3 separate regions of the Mus musculus genome follow, and all the other regions are linked to region 1. The links are chromatin contacts, called in public Hi-C and HiChIP or PLAC-seq maps. All regions are on one chromosome and are shown on one strand. The core of a region is the stretch at or near the end of the contact, and the rest is flanking DNA. Distances in the headings are between cores, read along the strand shown.

The links. Hi-C and Micro-C count contacts between places; a contact is called where the count stands out from the background. HiChIP or PLAC-seq counts read pairs in DNA pulled down with a chosen protein or histone mark.
Region 2: a contact with region 1 is called in an H3K4me3 HiChIP or PLAC-seq map of embryonic stem cells, with 13 read pairs. The contact joins the promoter of Rab6a here to the promoter of Arhgef17 in region 1. A contact is called at or near these places in 1 of 39 promoter capture datasets (embryonic stem cells), 2 of 484 Hi-C or Micro-C datasets (both in embryonic stem cells) and 4 of 115 datasets of contacts at active chromatin or transcription factors (embryonic stem cells, extraembryonic endoderm stem cells and trophoblast stem cells).
Region 3: a contact with region 1 is called in a Hi-C map of bone marrow-derived macrophages, with 28 read pairs. The contact joins the enhancer-like site here to the promoter of Arhgef17 in region 1. A contact is called at or near these places in 17 of 39 promoter capture datasets (the 3T3-L1 cell line, 3T3-L1-derived adipocytes, the C10 cell line and 9 more), 3 of 15 datasets of contacts at CTCF or cohesin (the NIH/3T3 cell line, large pre-B cells and stem cell-derived epiblast-like cells), 29 of 484 Hi-C or Micro-C datasets (the 3T3-L1 cell line, 3T3-L1-derived adipocytes, the AML12 cell line and 20 more), 16 of 115 datasets of contacts at active chromatin or transcription factors (the HPC-7 cell line, the NIH/3T3 cell line, T-cell acute lymphoblastic leukemia and 12 more) and 2 of 9 other capture datasets (adipose tissue and pancreatic islet).

What each region holds. Positions count from the first base shown.
Region 1 is chr7:100,930,298-100,934,507 of GRCm38.p6, reverse strand. Arhgef17 (Rho guanine nucleotide exchange factor (GEF) 17) reads left to right here and starts at 2,347. Exons shown (of 21, transcript NM_001081116.1): 1 at 2,347-4,210. The coding sequence starts at 2,769.
Region 2 is chr7:100,605,890-100,610,099 of GRCm38.p6, reverse strand. It overlaps Rab6a (RAB6A, member RAS oncogene family), which reads right to left and starts at 2,514. Exons shown (of 8, transcript NM_024287.4): 1 at 1,807-2,514. The coding sequence starts at 1,876. It also overlaps a transcript of Mrpl48 not described here.
Region 3 is chr7:101,229,833-101,234,042 of GRCm38.p6, reverse strand. It overlaps Fchsd2 (FCH and double SH3 domains 2), which reads right to left. Exons shown (of 20, transcript NM_001146010.1): 9 at 49-171. Among named protein-coding and RNA genes, the nearest start is that of Gm50587, 27 kb to the left of the region's middle. Within about 2 kb of position 2,377, at least 17 of the 459 cell types and tissues checked have an H3K27ac peak or open chromatin away from gene starts, as enhancers often do. A contact at or near this core is called in the HPC-7 cell line, bone marrow-derived macrophages and pro-B cells, where this site is marked.

The DNA.
Region 1 (4,210 bases), core at 1,098-3,597:
GACGACTAAGCATGCCCAAAGCCCTGGGTGTGATCTCAGCAGGACACATCGAGCTGTGGGAACCATCACTACGGAGGGAGACAGTGAACACCTAAACTTGCTTAGGGGAAAGCTGACCCATTCCTCACTTTTCAAACAAGGCAGCTGAGGCTCAAAGAAGCATAGAGGTTTGTTTACTCTGCATCCCAGCAAGGCAGAGTAGAGAGGTGCAAACCCATCGGGTTCTCTTCTTTGCATACTAATTTGCCAGTGGAGAGGGCAAGATATACCTCATAGACCCTTTGAGACAGAGCTGAGACACAATGGTGTGAAGGTCTTGCAGGAGGCTTCTTATCTCCATACCTGGAGGCTTCCTACAAACTAACGGATGATCCAGAACTAAGAGAGCTACCTTCTTACCCTGGGGGCTGATCGAGCAGCAATCCAGCCTGGGGTCCTCCAAGAGCAGTGGTTGTCAACCTGTGTGCCTCACCCCTTTAGAGCCTAATGACCCTTTCAAAGGGGTTTCCAGAGATCATTGAAAAACACAGATATATGTATTATGGGTTCACAATAGCAAAATTACAGTTATGAAATAGCAACAAAGATAAATTTATGATGGGGGTCACTACAACATGAAAAATTGTGTTAAAGGGTTGCAGCATCAAGAAAGTTGAGAGCCACTGTGCTAGAGGCTGCCTTCCCTTATTCTGCACTTAGCATTCTGCCCTCAAGACTGCCTTGATCTCCACTGAGCTGAGTATCTTTGGCTGGGACCCATATGGCCCTGGGGTTGGTTGGGTAAGCATTTACCACTGACCTTAAATGCTTACTAAGTGAACATTGGAGGAATGGGGCCTACACATAACAGAGCTGGGTGAGTTTGAAGCAGTCTAGACTGTCCTCTGTCCCCAAAGAGGCTAGGTTCTGCCCACCACCCACAAAGAGAAAGGCTGCTGGAACTTAAAGGAATCAGACCCTCCTTCTTCATCAAAATCTCTAAAAAAAACCGTGATGATTGACAACTTTAAAGTCTGGATTTGAGCCACACCTAGAGCTATCCTTTCCCTCTGACTTCTGCAATGGCTATTGTGACTTCTCTAATAACATCTATCCCCAAGGGTGGCCTAAGGATTAAATAAAATACTTAAAATGTTACCCGTACGTCCTAGGCAGTCCATATATTTTCATTCATTTAGGTGTGGAGTCCTACATTTAAAGCCTCTGGGCAAAAAGGGACCTAACAGAGGTGCGAAGTTGACATCCCAGTAACCAGAACAATTTTAGACTTGCTAGACTGCAGCAGGAGCGGGAGGGGAGGTCTAGGGTAGATCATTGTTGCAGCGGGAGAGACACCTTCCTGGTCTGGAGGGTGGAGCACCCACAGGTAGGAGTATAGGTTTGGCGGAGGGAAGTTGAGGGCGTTCCCGTGCAAACACCTTTTGTGCAGGAGGCCAAAGAAAGGGCAGAGTGCTTGCCAAAGGGGGCAGGAAACGCCTGTAAGCAAGTGAAACCTTCCTAACCCTTCTATGGTTGGTTGTGGGAAGATGAAGTTTTATCTCTACGGAGTTTGGAGAAAGCGGAGAATCTTGCCCGCAGAGGGCGCAAGAGCAACGTACCCCGACCGCAGAAAGACGTGGGGAGCGGAGTCTTAGAGATTAGAGGACGCCAGGCCTTAGAGGGCAGGGGGCGTGGCAACTGGAAAAATGGCGGGGGAAGTTGTGTGTAATAGTCCTGAGTGGTGGGACTGCTAAAGCAGCATTGGGTGGGTTAAGGGACAGTCAGCGAGGGACAAACCAGAGGGAGGTGGGAGATAGGTGGAGCGTTTGGGAGAGTGAGGGGCGGGACATGGGCGTGGTGCGGCGGGATTCGCCACTGAAGGATGAGTACGGGGCGTGGTCTGAGCAAGGTGGGGAACCACAAGCGCTCCGGTGGGCCTGCCCCACCTACGTCTCCCTGGGCCCCACCTCTTTTCCGGCCAGGAGAGTTTCTGCGTGTACCTGAGTTTCGGTGTGTACCTGAGTTTTTGGGTCTTGGGTTGCCATGTTGGAGCCCCTGCGGCAGAGGTTCCCGCGTGAAAGCGGGGACTACTTTATGCAGAGCTGTCCACTCTCAGCTCCTGTGGGTATCTGAAGGAGTCCCCAGGGAGGATCAGCCCGCGGCTTTCGCAGCCGACTCCCCTAGAGGGTCGTTTTGGTCTACAAAAGTCCTAGCATCCTGTTTCTCCTTCGGCTCCTCCCCGATTCCCTCCCCCCACAGTGTTCCCAGCCTCGCGCGCTCCCGGAGCCCACCCCCTCTTTTGGGCGCCAGGCCCCGCCCCCCGCCCCCTTTCCTCTGCCTCAAAGTTTATTTGCAACAAAAGGGAGCAGAGAGCTAGCTGCTTAGAGGGAGGGAAAGGGAGCTGGAGCGGGAGCTCGAGGGGAGGCAGGCGGGCCGCCGGGCTTGGCAGGCGGACTTTGAGTGCAGGAACCGAGCCTTAGGCCCCTCACCGGCAGGACCGCGATGTCCCTGGCCTCTCCCGCAGAGGCTAAGGCTGGGCCTGGGGTCGCCGCAGGGGCGAGAGGGGCCGCCCAGGATGGAACTCCTGCCTTTTGTAGCCGCGGAAACTTGATCTTCGACTGATAAACCTCTGCTCACGTCTCCGCACCCTCCTCCACAGCCGCCGCACGCTGCGGGTGCAGGACCCAGGCTCTCGGACCGTGGCCACTGCGCGCCCTCGGAGTGGGAGTGCAGGGGGGGTTGGCCGCGGCGTCCCGAGGCCAGCCCCCCCGGAGTGACTAGCACCAACCATGGCGGACGGGTCACCTCGACCCCCACTTTATCGCAGCGTCTCGTTTAAACTGCTGGAGCGCTGGAGCGGCGGACCGGGGCCGAGGGAGGAGGACGCGGACACCCCTGGGTTGCGGCGCCGAGCTTCGTGCCGGCCAGCCGCGGCAGTCCCGGGCCAGCCCTCCCGGCGCGTGTCCAAGCTGGCGTCGGGGCCCCCGGCCGCCCCCGCGCAGCCGCGCCCGCTCCGCAGCCTCTCGCCATCGGTGCGCCAGCTCTCCCGGCGCTTCGACGCGGCGGGTCTGGACGACGACTCCACTGGTACCCGGGACGGGGGCTGCTCCTCCGGCACCACAGAAGAAGCTGCGGAAGGCTCTGAACGTGGGGCCTGGCCCAGCGTCACAGAGATGCGCAAACTCTTCGGCGGTCCGAGCTCCAGACGACCCAGTATGGACTCTGAGGCCCTGGGGTCGACCAGCCCCGACAGAGTTTCGTGGGAGCCCCCAACTCGCGATCCCCGGCAACCTCCGACGCCACCTCCTCGAACGTGCTTTCCTCTGGCTGGCCTGCGTTCTGCGCGGCCGCTGTCCGGGCCCGGGATCGAGGGGAGGCGACGTCGGCAGCACCAGCAACAGGAGCGGGCGCAGCGTCCGGCGGATGGTTTACATTCTTGGCATAGCTTCTCCCAACCGCAGGCCGGGGCCCGGGCCTCCTCCTCCTCCTCCATTGCCTCCTCCTATCCTGTCAGCCGCAGCCGGGCTGCTAGTTCCAGCGAGGAGGAAGAGGAGGGACCGCAGTCGCAGCTTGGGCCTCAGAGTCCGGCCTACCTCGGCGGCCACTCTTCGGGCAGTGACGAGGACCCAAATGGTGAGGATGGCCGTCGCTGGAGAGGGAGAGGTCTCCGGCCTGGACGCTCTCAGTTGGTTCACGGCTGCAGCCAGGACAGTGACGAGCTAAATCCGGGAGGCTTGGGATCAGCGGGGGGTGTCGGGAGCCCCGAACCTCCGACGTCTCCAAGAACCTCAATGGATGAGTGGGGTACTGGTACACAGCCATGCCTCCCAGGTCCCCAAGAGAGCTTAAGGCCTATGTCCGACACTGGGGGTGCACCTTTCCGTGTGGCTAAGGTGAGCTTTCCTGCGTACCTGGCCAGCCCAGCTGGCTCCCGAGGAAGTAGTCGCTATTCCAGCACAGAGACCCTCAAAGATGACGACCTATGGTCAAGCCGTAGTTCTGTGGGCTGGGGTGTATATCGATCCCCAAGTTTTGGAACTGGAGATGGGCTTCTTCTGCGGCCCCAGACGAGGTCCCGCAGTAAGGGACCTGTAGGCACTGCCAGGCCGCTGAGGGATGGAGGACTGGACCTAGATAAGAACCGACAACGAAAGTCCCTATCGAATCCAGATATCGCCTCTGAAACCCTGACGCTGCTCAGTTTCCTTCGTTCAGACCTTTCAGAACTGAG
Region 2 (4,210 bases), core at 1,265-3,764, 320 kb after region 1:
TTCCCTCCGTTCCTCACCTAAGGGAATGCTTATTTTATTTAATTATTTATTGTAGGTGGTGTTCATGAAGATCAGAGGACAACTTCTGAGAGTTGGTTCACCCCTTCTACTGTATAGGACCTGGGGATTGAATTTTGGTTGTCAGTTGTAGTGCCTGTTTTACTCACTGAGCCATCTTGATGGCCTGGAAATGTTTATACTTGAGAAATATCCATAAGCAAACAAGAGGGAGACTAGATCTTTCCATCTTATAAGGTTATAGGGAAGACAAATCCAAACATTACAAGAAGAAAAATTATTTCCCAGGCCCTGCTGAAGGCAAAATTGCAACCAGTGTTAACCAGCCATAAAGTTCCAAATTGGTATAAATAGTTCAAGCTAGCAATAAAAGCTAAGAATACTTTATCAGTTATATGCTTTTCACTCCAAATACTGTTCTCCATAACCTCATTTAAGATATCTAGTAAGTATTTAATGTTTGATTACTTGGAACTAATCCCCCAATGTCTGAATTACAATGATGGTCAAGAAAAATGTAGAGGAAAAGCGAAGATTATAATCTCTGAATTACTGTTCAGTTTGAATGATATAGAATAAAGCTGTTGGAAGAAGTAATCTTCGTGGCAACCATTACAAAATTAGAACCTTGTATCCACTAGGAAGCACAGTGACTGCAGAACCTTGACCAGACAAATGACATTACAATTTCATTCACAAGACCCTATGAAATATTAGGTATACATAAAAAAAAATCAGTTAACTCAAATAGTATTCTAATCTAATTTAGAGAGCTAGATGGTGGATCTATTACCCTATTACCCAAAGGCAATCCTACAAAACAAAGATGCATTATTCTAAGCCTCTCACATACATCTTAAATATGTAACTGGAAAATTCTCAAGAAGAAATTAATAATTAACATTTCACCCGTTAATCCTTGCTTGTATCATCATGAAGATACTTAAATATTTCATATTGAAACGAGAAAAGAGGGAAGTGAGATGAGAAAAATTCAAAGTAAACTGATCATGACATAGCATCTGGCAGAGACTGAAAAGGCATCAATATAGCCAAAAGAATTGTCAATGACGAAAATTAATAGAAAAATAAGGATTTCCAACCAGTCCCAACCCAAGGGACCAAAATCATCACTGGCAACGCCACCTCTTTTCAAGTCTCCTTCAGTTAAAATATATTAGCTCACTAACCCTAACTAATTCTTCATTTAGGTGTAAACTGAGCAAGAATTGTTTTTCTCCATGACCACCTCTTCTCTCACCTTCCGAGAGACTAGTACAACTCCGAGCCAAGCCTCAGGGGAAAACAACGCCCAGATCCCACCCTCCTTCATCCAAGGTTGAAGAGGGGGCCCATTCTCCAGAGTTGGGGGCTTCTCGGAGTGGGACCTCACTTCCAATGGGAACCGGAAAAAGAGCAAGGAATAAGGGTGGGGCCCCATAAAGCCGGCCCGGGTGGTGGAGACCACGCAGAGCAAAGGAAGAAAGGGATGGACAGGAGGCTGGGCGGGGTGAGGACTGAGGAGGACAGAGCGGCCCGAGAGGGCCCGGCTGCAGGCGGCGGAGTCCGGGCGAGGATCAGAGATCTAAGCTACAAGCCTGATAGATCCTAGCGAGGAGGAGCCAGGGACAGGGACAAGAGGAGTCGGGGGACCCGGGGAAAAGGCTGGGGTGGGGGTTTTAGGAAGAGCGAGGCCGGCGGGGAGCCTCAGCGGCCAGAAGGGCTGCACTGGGGGCGGTGCGGGGAAGCCGCGGCCGGCTGCCAGGAGCGGGGGAGTCGCGCACTCACCGCTCTGCTCTCCCAGGAACACCAGCTTGAATTTCCTCAGCGGATTCCCGAAGTCTCCGCCCGCGGACATGATGGAGCCGGAGGAGCCGCCGCCGCCGCCTCAGCCCAGAGACCTCTTCCAGACCGCTGCAGCTCCAACCCGCTAACGAAGAGGGCCGAGCTGAAGGGGCAGCCTCCGAGTCCTCTCGGCCCCTGCAGGGCCGGGCAGAGGGGCGAGGCTGAAGGGAGAGTGCCTCCACCGACCGGCAGCCGCCGCCGCCGCCTCCCCGCAGAGTCGCCTAGCACCGAGCCGGGCCCGCGGCCGCGAAGGGACGCAGGGCGGTGTCGGAGGCAGCCAGCGGTGCGCTCGGGCTTCGCTAGCCTAGCGCCGTTCCTTCCCTCAGAACGCGGCGCGGAGACTGAGGTGAGAGAGGAGGGTGGCGAGGCGAGCGCCGCAGACGCGTCTGGGTCTCGGCACGCGCAGTGCTCGGGCTCTCACAGCAGCCGCCGCCGCCACCACCGCAGCACAACCCGCTGAGTGCGCGAGCCTCTGGCGCGGATGCGGGGCGAGTCCGGGCGCGAGCCTGCCGCCCTGCCGGCCTCGGACGTGCGTGCGTGAGTGCGTGCGTGCGCGTCGCCGCCAGTGCTTTCCTGGTTTCGCCAGCAATCCCGGCTCCTCCCGTGCGGTGGAGAAAGGGGCCGATCAGGTTTCGACTGGCGTCTGGAGAAGCCGGGAGGAGGCGGGACCGAGTTCCGGGTAAGCAAGGGGGGGAGAAAAAAAAGGGGGCGCTTACGTCAGTGACAAATCGAGCCAATCAGAAAAAGCGGAGGGCAGGCAGCTGCTAACTGAGGTGGCGACGCGAGAGCGCGCGCGCGACTCTCGCGCGGAGGAAGGTGTGGGGTTCTGGCAGCCATAGGAAGTGTGGCGCGACGCAAGGCGATTGGAGGAAGGAGGAGGGAAAAGAAGGTGGGACGGAGGCGGAGCCGGAACCAAGGTGGAATGACCGCAGCAATGCGTGGGTGGGGTTGGGTCGCTCAAAGGTGTATTGTAGGTGCTAAACCCTTAACGTCGCTTCTCCTTCCTCACTTTAGCCCTTCACCCGTTTACCCTAGCCTTCTAAAACGTAATTCCTTGCTCGGCATCTTCGTGTATATAAGATTTCCCACCGTTACTCCGTGGAGTTTCATAACTACCAGAAACAAGTCCTCTCCATTTTGTGGGTGAGGAAATTGGAGTCCAACAGAAGGAAATGACTTGCAAAATCCACGTAGTCATGTCATGGAGTCAAGGTTTTATTTGAACCTCTGCTACCTCCTTACGTTAAGCCATCAAATTCCCTAGTGTCTGTTGGCGTGATCTTCTGTTGAGTGGCCGTTGTTTTAGGTGCCCATAACATCAGACGATAACCATCGTCTACATGCTAGAAATGAGTTTAGATATCATATAAGCCAAACTCCACATATTACAGATATGAAATGACTGCCCACTTAGCGGTGCAGCTTTGGAAAAGGTCACACAACATTCCAGAGGGCTGCCTCAACAAAATCACAAATCTGCAGAAGGAGTATTTAAAAGATCATCCTTTCTCCTTAAAGCAGCACTTCTGGATGTGCTTGAGTGGGGCTTCCTTAAATTTGCCATCTGAAGCATTTCCAATTGTCAACCAGATTTGAGATCCAATAAGATAAAGGTGAATGCCATAAGAAAACATGAACTAAGCATAATGTGGACAGTTACATAACATAATTAAATGTAACTTTTCATCTGAATGGGATCCCTAAAAAGAGAGTATCAGACAAAAACAAAATAATTTGAGTATAGCATGAATTTTAGTTAATAACAGTATTTTGTACTGATTGATTTATTATAACATATCAGTCCTATTAAAGTAAGCTGTTAATAGAGGAGTCTGGAGTGGTATATGGGAACTTCTATAATGGCCTTTGTAAATCTAGTAATTTTCTATCTAGTGCTTCACATCTGTAATCCCAACCCCCAGGAAGCTAAGGCGGAGGATTGCTGTCAGGGCTTGGCAAACCTGGGCTATAGAGTTAGTTCCAGCTTAGCCTAAGATACAGAGTGAGGTCCTGCAGAGAGAGAGAGAGAGAGAGAGAGAGAGAGAGAGAGAGAGAGAGAGAGAGAGAGAGAGAAAATCTACTCTTTAGGACACCTAAGAAACTTCTAGAGCCAGACATGGTGGTGCATGCCCATAATCGTAGCACTTGAGAGATACAGGTTAGAGGATCCTAAATTTAAGGCCAGCCTGAGCTACATATCAAAGTTAGGCTGCATGAAACCTTGCATCACTGAAGGGAAAAGAGTTCTAAATAAAGTCTATTCATAGAATATGAAAAATAAAAAAAAGTTAGGTGCCATTGAATTAGAGAATTTGGCATCTGCACAATTTTTTGCCATTCTTCAACA
Region 3 (4,210 bases), core at 1,128-3,627, 300 kb before region 1:
TTAGATTATGACATGGCAATACTAGTCATTGCATTAAAGACACATTACCTTGCTGGAGTTTTCTAGTAAAAACTGGAATGTATTCTGTATAGCTTGGCAAGTTTCTAGCTCGGTCCGGCTGAAGGCTATTAAATAATCCTTGAGGTGGTCATACACGTTTCCATCAAGAGCCTGAAAGAGAGGAATATTATAGAAGCCAAAAATTATGATAGTGCTTTGGCACATAATTCCTTTGTCTTTAAAAATGTAGAAATGTTCAATTTCAAAACCTATTAATAAACTGACAAAAGGCATAGAGCATTACATAAGAGCGTGTGAACAGTGAGCAGTTACTAGGGTAGTGCTGAATTTCTAATGAATAGCAACCAACAAGGGGAAAAATCTAATATTGCTAAAGCTTAGGAAAAAAACCAGAATATTTTGGAGACAAAAACATCTAGTTTCTGATCTTTGCTTATCTGCTTCTGTAGCCACTTCATGACAATTAGATGTAGGAATTTTACAGGGACTATCAGAAAGAAAGAATCCAGGCACAGAGCCTGGAACACATATACAATAAACACAAGTCTCCTCCATTAGTGGTAGAATTAGGATTTAGTATATATTTGCTACAGAGCAATCTGAGAGAAAACATAAAATGTCATGAACATTTATGCCCACGTGTTTGTCTACATAGATTACACTCCCGTCACGCACATCTTAGAGAGGTCAAAGGGAAAACACTCAGCTCTCATAGATATTCTAAGAACTTTCCTGCCATTCCAAACTATCAAAACAGCAGCCTTATCTTTTAAAAATCTACATTTTTCTCTTCTCATCAATTAACAAAACTGTCACGGAGCTAGTTTTGCACAGTGACTGTTGCTGCTCTCCAATGAGAGCTCCCTAGTTCTCTCAAACACACAAAGTGCCAATGAGCTTTCTTTCATAATGGCTTTCAAATTTCTTTGTCTCAACAAAGCTGCCAAACCTTCCTTTGTTTCCTAGACATTCTAGAGGTCATTTCAGCGTGTGTGCATGTGTTCTGGATTGCAGTATTATTTTTTTGTTACGTCCAAATAAAATGTTTTTGTTTTAGAGTTTCACTTCTACCTTTATTTTAGCGTTGGCACCTGCTTCTAGTTCCCAGGGGAGACACACAGGAGTAGAACTGCCTTTGGCCATATGGCAACTTTGTTTTCCAGAGTGCTGCACCCTATCAACCAACAATTCATGAAGATTCTCTGTGTCCTTGCCACCACTTATTTGTGTGTGTGTGTGTGTGTTATTCATTGTGCTCTTTATTGGTATTATTGTTGATATTTTATTATTTTATGTGGATGAGTGTTCGCCTGAATGTCTGTCTGTACACACATAGAGTGTACAGTGTTCATGGCAGTCAGAAGAGAACATCAGATCTCCTTAGACTGGAGTTACTTGTCTGTGAGTCCCTTACATGTTTTGCTATATACTGATCTATTTTCTATGGCGAATTATCTAATTCAAACCTTTGGCTTTTTTTTTTTTTTGAGACAGGGTCTCCTGTAGCACCACTTGAACTTGTAATACAACTAAAAGTACTTCCAACTTTCAAAGAAAAATATTTACTTACAGAAGACATACATGCATCATGGTGCATATGTGGCAGTCAGAGTACAATTCTGATTTTTTTTCCCCGCTGTGCTGCAGAATCTGGGGATCCAACTCAGATTGTTAGGCCTGCACACAAGTGCCTCTACCCACTTAGCCATCTCACTGGCCCACCCTTAGCTTTTGACCCTTTAGTTTCCACCTGAGATTCCAGGTATGTGCTGCCACACCTGGTTTATACAGTAATAGAAACTGAACTGCTGGCCAAATAGTTCACTAACTGAGCTACATCTCCAGCCTCTGCTTCATACATCTCAGTTGGAGTCTATTTCTGATTTCAAATGGCAATAACTCTTTATGTATTGTATATAGCAGAGTTTTGCAAGATAAATAATTTGTAAATATTTCCTTTCATTTTATGGGCTGCTCTTTTCACTTTCTCAAGTATCTTTTGAAAAACGTGTTTTAAACCAAGTGGTGGAGGGATACATCATTAATCCCAGCACTTTAATCTCAGGGAGAGGCAGGGGATCTCTGAGTTCAAAGCCAGCCTGACCTACAGATTGAGTTCTAGGACAGTCAGGGCTAAATTATGATATCTAACATTGTTCTTCTTTCTTTTATTCCTTGAATGTTATTTATTTATTTTATTCCTTGTATGTTAGTATGTTATTTATAAGAATCATGTATATAAATTTTACAATAATTATTTTTGTACTTTGTGTCTGGCTTTTACATCAAGCTTTTAATATAAAATTGACTTGAAATAAAACAAAACCTGTCCCCGAAGCAGAGTAATAGTGCTGAATCTTCTTTTACCACTAGATGGCACCATTGAGTACTATAAACAGGCAGTGCAAATAAATGCCTTAAATATATTTAAAAAATTTTAATTAGATATTTTCTTTATTTACATTTCAAATCTTATCCCCTTTCCTAGTTTCCTCTCCAAAAATCTCCTATCTCCTCCCCCCCCCCCCCGCTCCCCAACCCACCCACTCCAACTTCCTGGCCCTGGCATTCCCCTATACTAGAAATGCCTTAAATATAAACTTCAAATAGTTATGAACATTTTGGACACTGTAGTGTGTTGAGATGGAATTAAAATTTCTACCTTAAATCATGATTTTCATGAATTTGTTTTAAAAAGAGACATGTTTTCTGATATGAAGTTTTTGACTTAGAAATATTCTTAGTAGCTCATCCTAATAATCTTGTTTGGAAGAAATAGCTCATTTTACCTATATACAAGACATGATAATATAGGTATCATGAACAAGGCGTGCAGTTTAAGGTGAACTATATTCCTATGTAGTCTGAATGATATTGCTATTGAGTGTCAACTGTACTTAGGCATTATACTAGCTATCTGAGTATGAGTACCAGAAAACAGGGAAGAAAGGAAAGAAATCAAAGCTTTTTAACAGTTAACTAGCAGTGCTAGTGATCAAACCTTTGCACTTCGCACATGCAAAGTGTACACTCTAACACAGAGCTATACTGCTAACCTACCAAGTTCTTTTGTTATTTCTTAGCAATTTCCTATTCCAGTTATTTCTGCCAACCCATTTCCTTTCAAGATAGTATTACATAGCCCTGGGTGGTCTGAATCTCACTATGAATACCAGGCTAGTCTCAAATTCACAGAGATCTGCCTGACTCTGTCTCTGGAGTGCTCAGATAAAAGGTATATGTAACCATGCCTGGTCCTGACATCCCACTTCGCACTGCATCAGGGAGGATACCCCTGACTTGTATTTTATATGACTGACTATTCAACACTCTTCCCTGGCCAGGCATTATGTTCAGGATAGGTTTTGTTTGTTTTGAACTTTACCACTGACCGAATAGTTTGGACATGGCTTCTGTCTGACCCCTTGTTCACCTGTTTGCCATTTCCCTTCCCTGCAACACTTTCCCTAAACTAAGCCTCTCTGAGCTCTACCAGCACTTCTCTTGCCTCTGAGCTCACATGTCACATGTCACAGGCCCTTTCCTCATCCTCTCTCCCTGCCTTGCTCATTATCATTCAGCCTTAAGGGCTTCTCTTGATCGCTGTGAACTCTGGATGGTTCTTGTCTTTTTACCTCGTGGCTTTATCTTGTGCTTCTGACGCTTGCCTGTCCTTCTTTTGGTTATTGAACTCTATGAACAGGAAGGGCCATGCCAGTCTGTTTAGCATTGAATCTTGAGGGTCAAACATGGAGCCTGAAATACTGACAATGTTCAGCAAATAACTGTTTGATAAGTAACGTATTGGATCAGAATTTATAGGTTTAAAACTATGGGTGAATCCACATTAGCCCTCATGACTGAAAAGCCTGATGGTATTACAGCAAAAGAGAAGCAACTGAGTTCACAAACTGTACGATGTGGAAGGTCCTAAACTTAAAAAAAAAAAAGTGTGTGTGCACTAAATAAAACGTTGCCTTCTTTTTCCCTTTTATTATTACAAAATAACTATAGTTTATATCAACCATATTCCAAACTCTGTCTTTTGGTTATATTATAAGAAAAACCTTGATTTGCACTGATAATTGATTATAAATAATTAATACTTTGCCTTCCTATATTTTTATTCCTCTTCAACACAGATCAAAAGCCTTATAGTAGACTGCTGAGACCCTACTGTCTTGGGTCC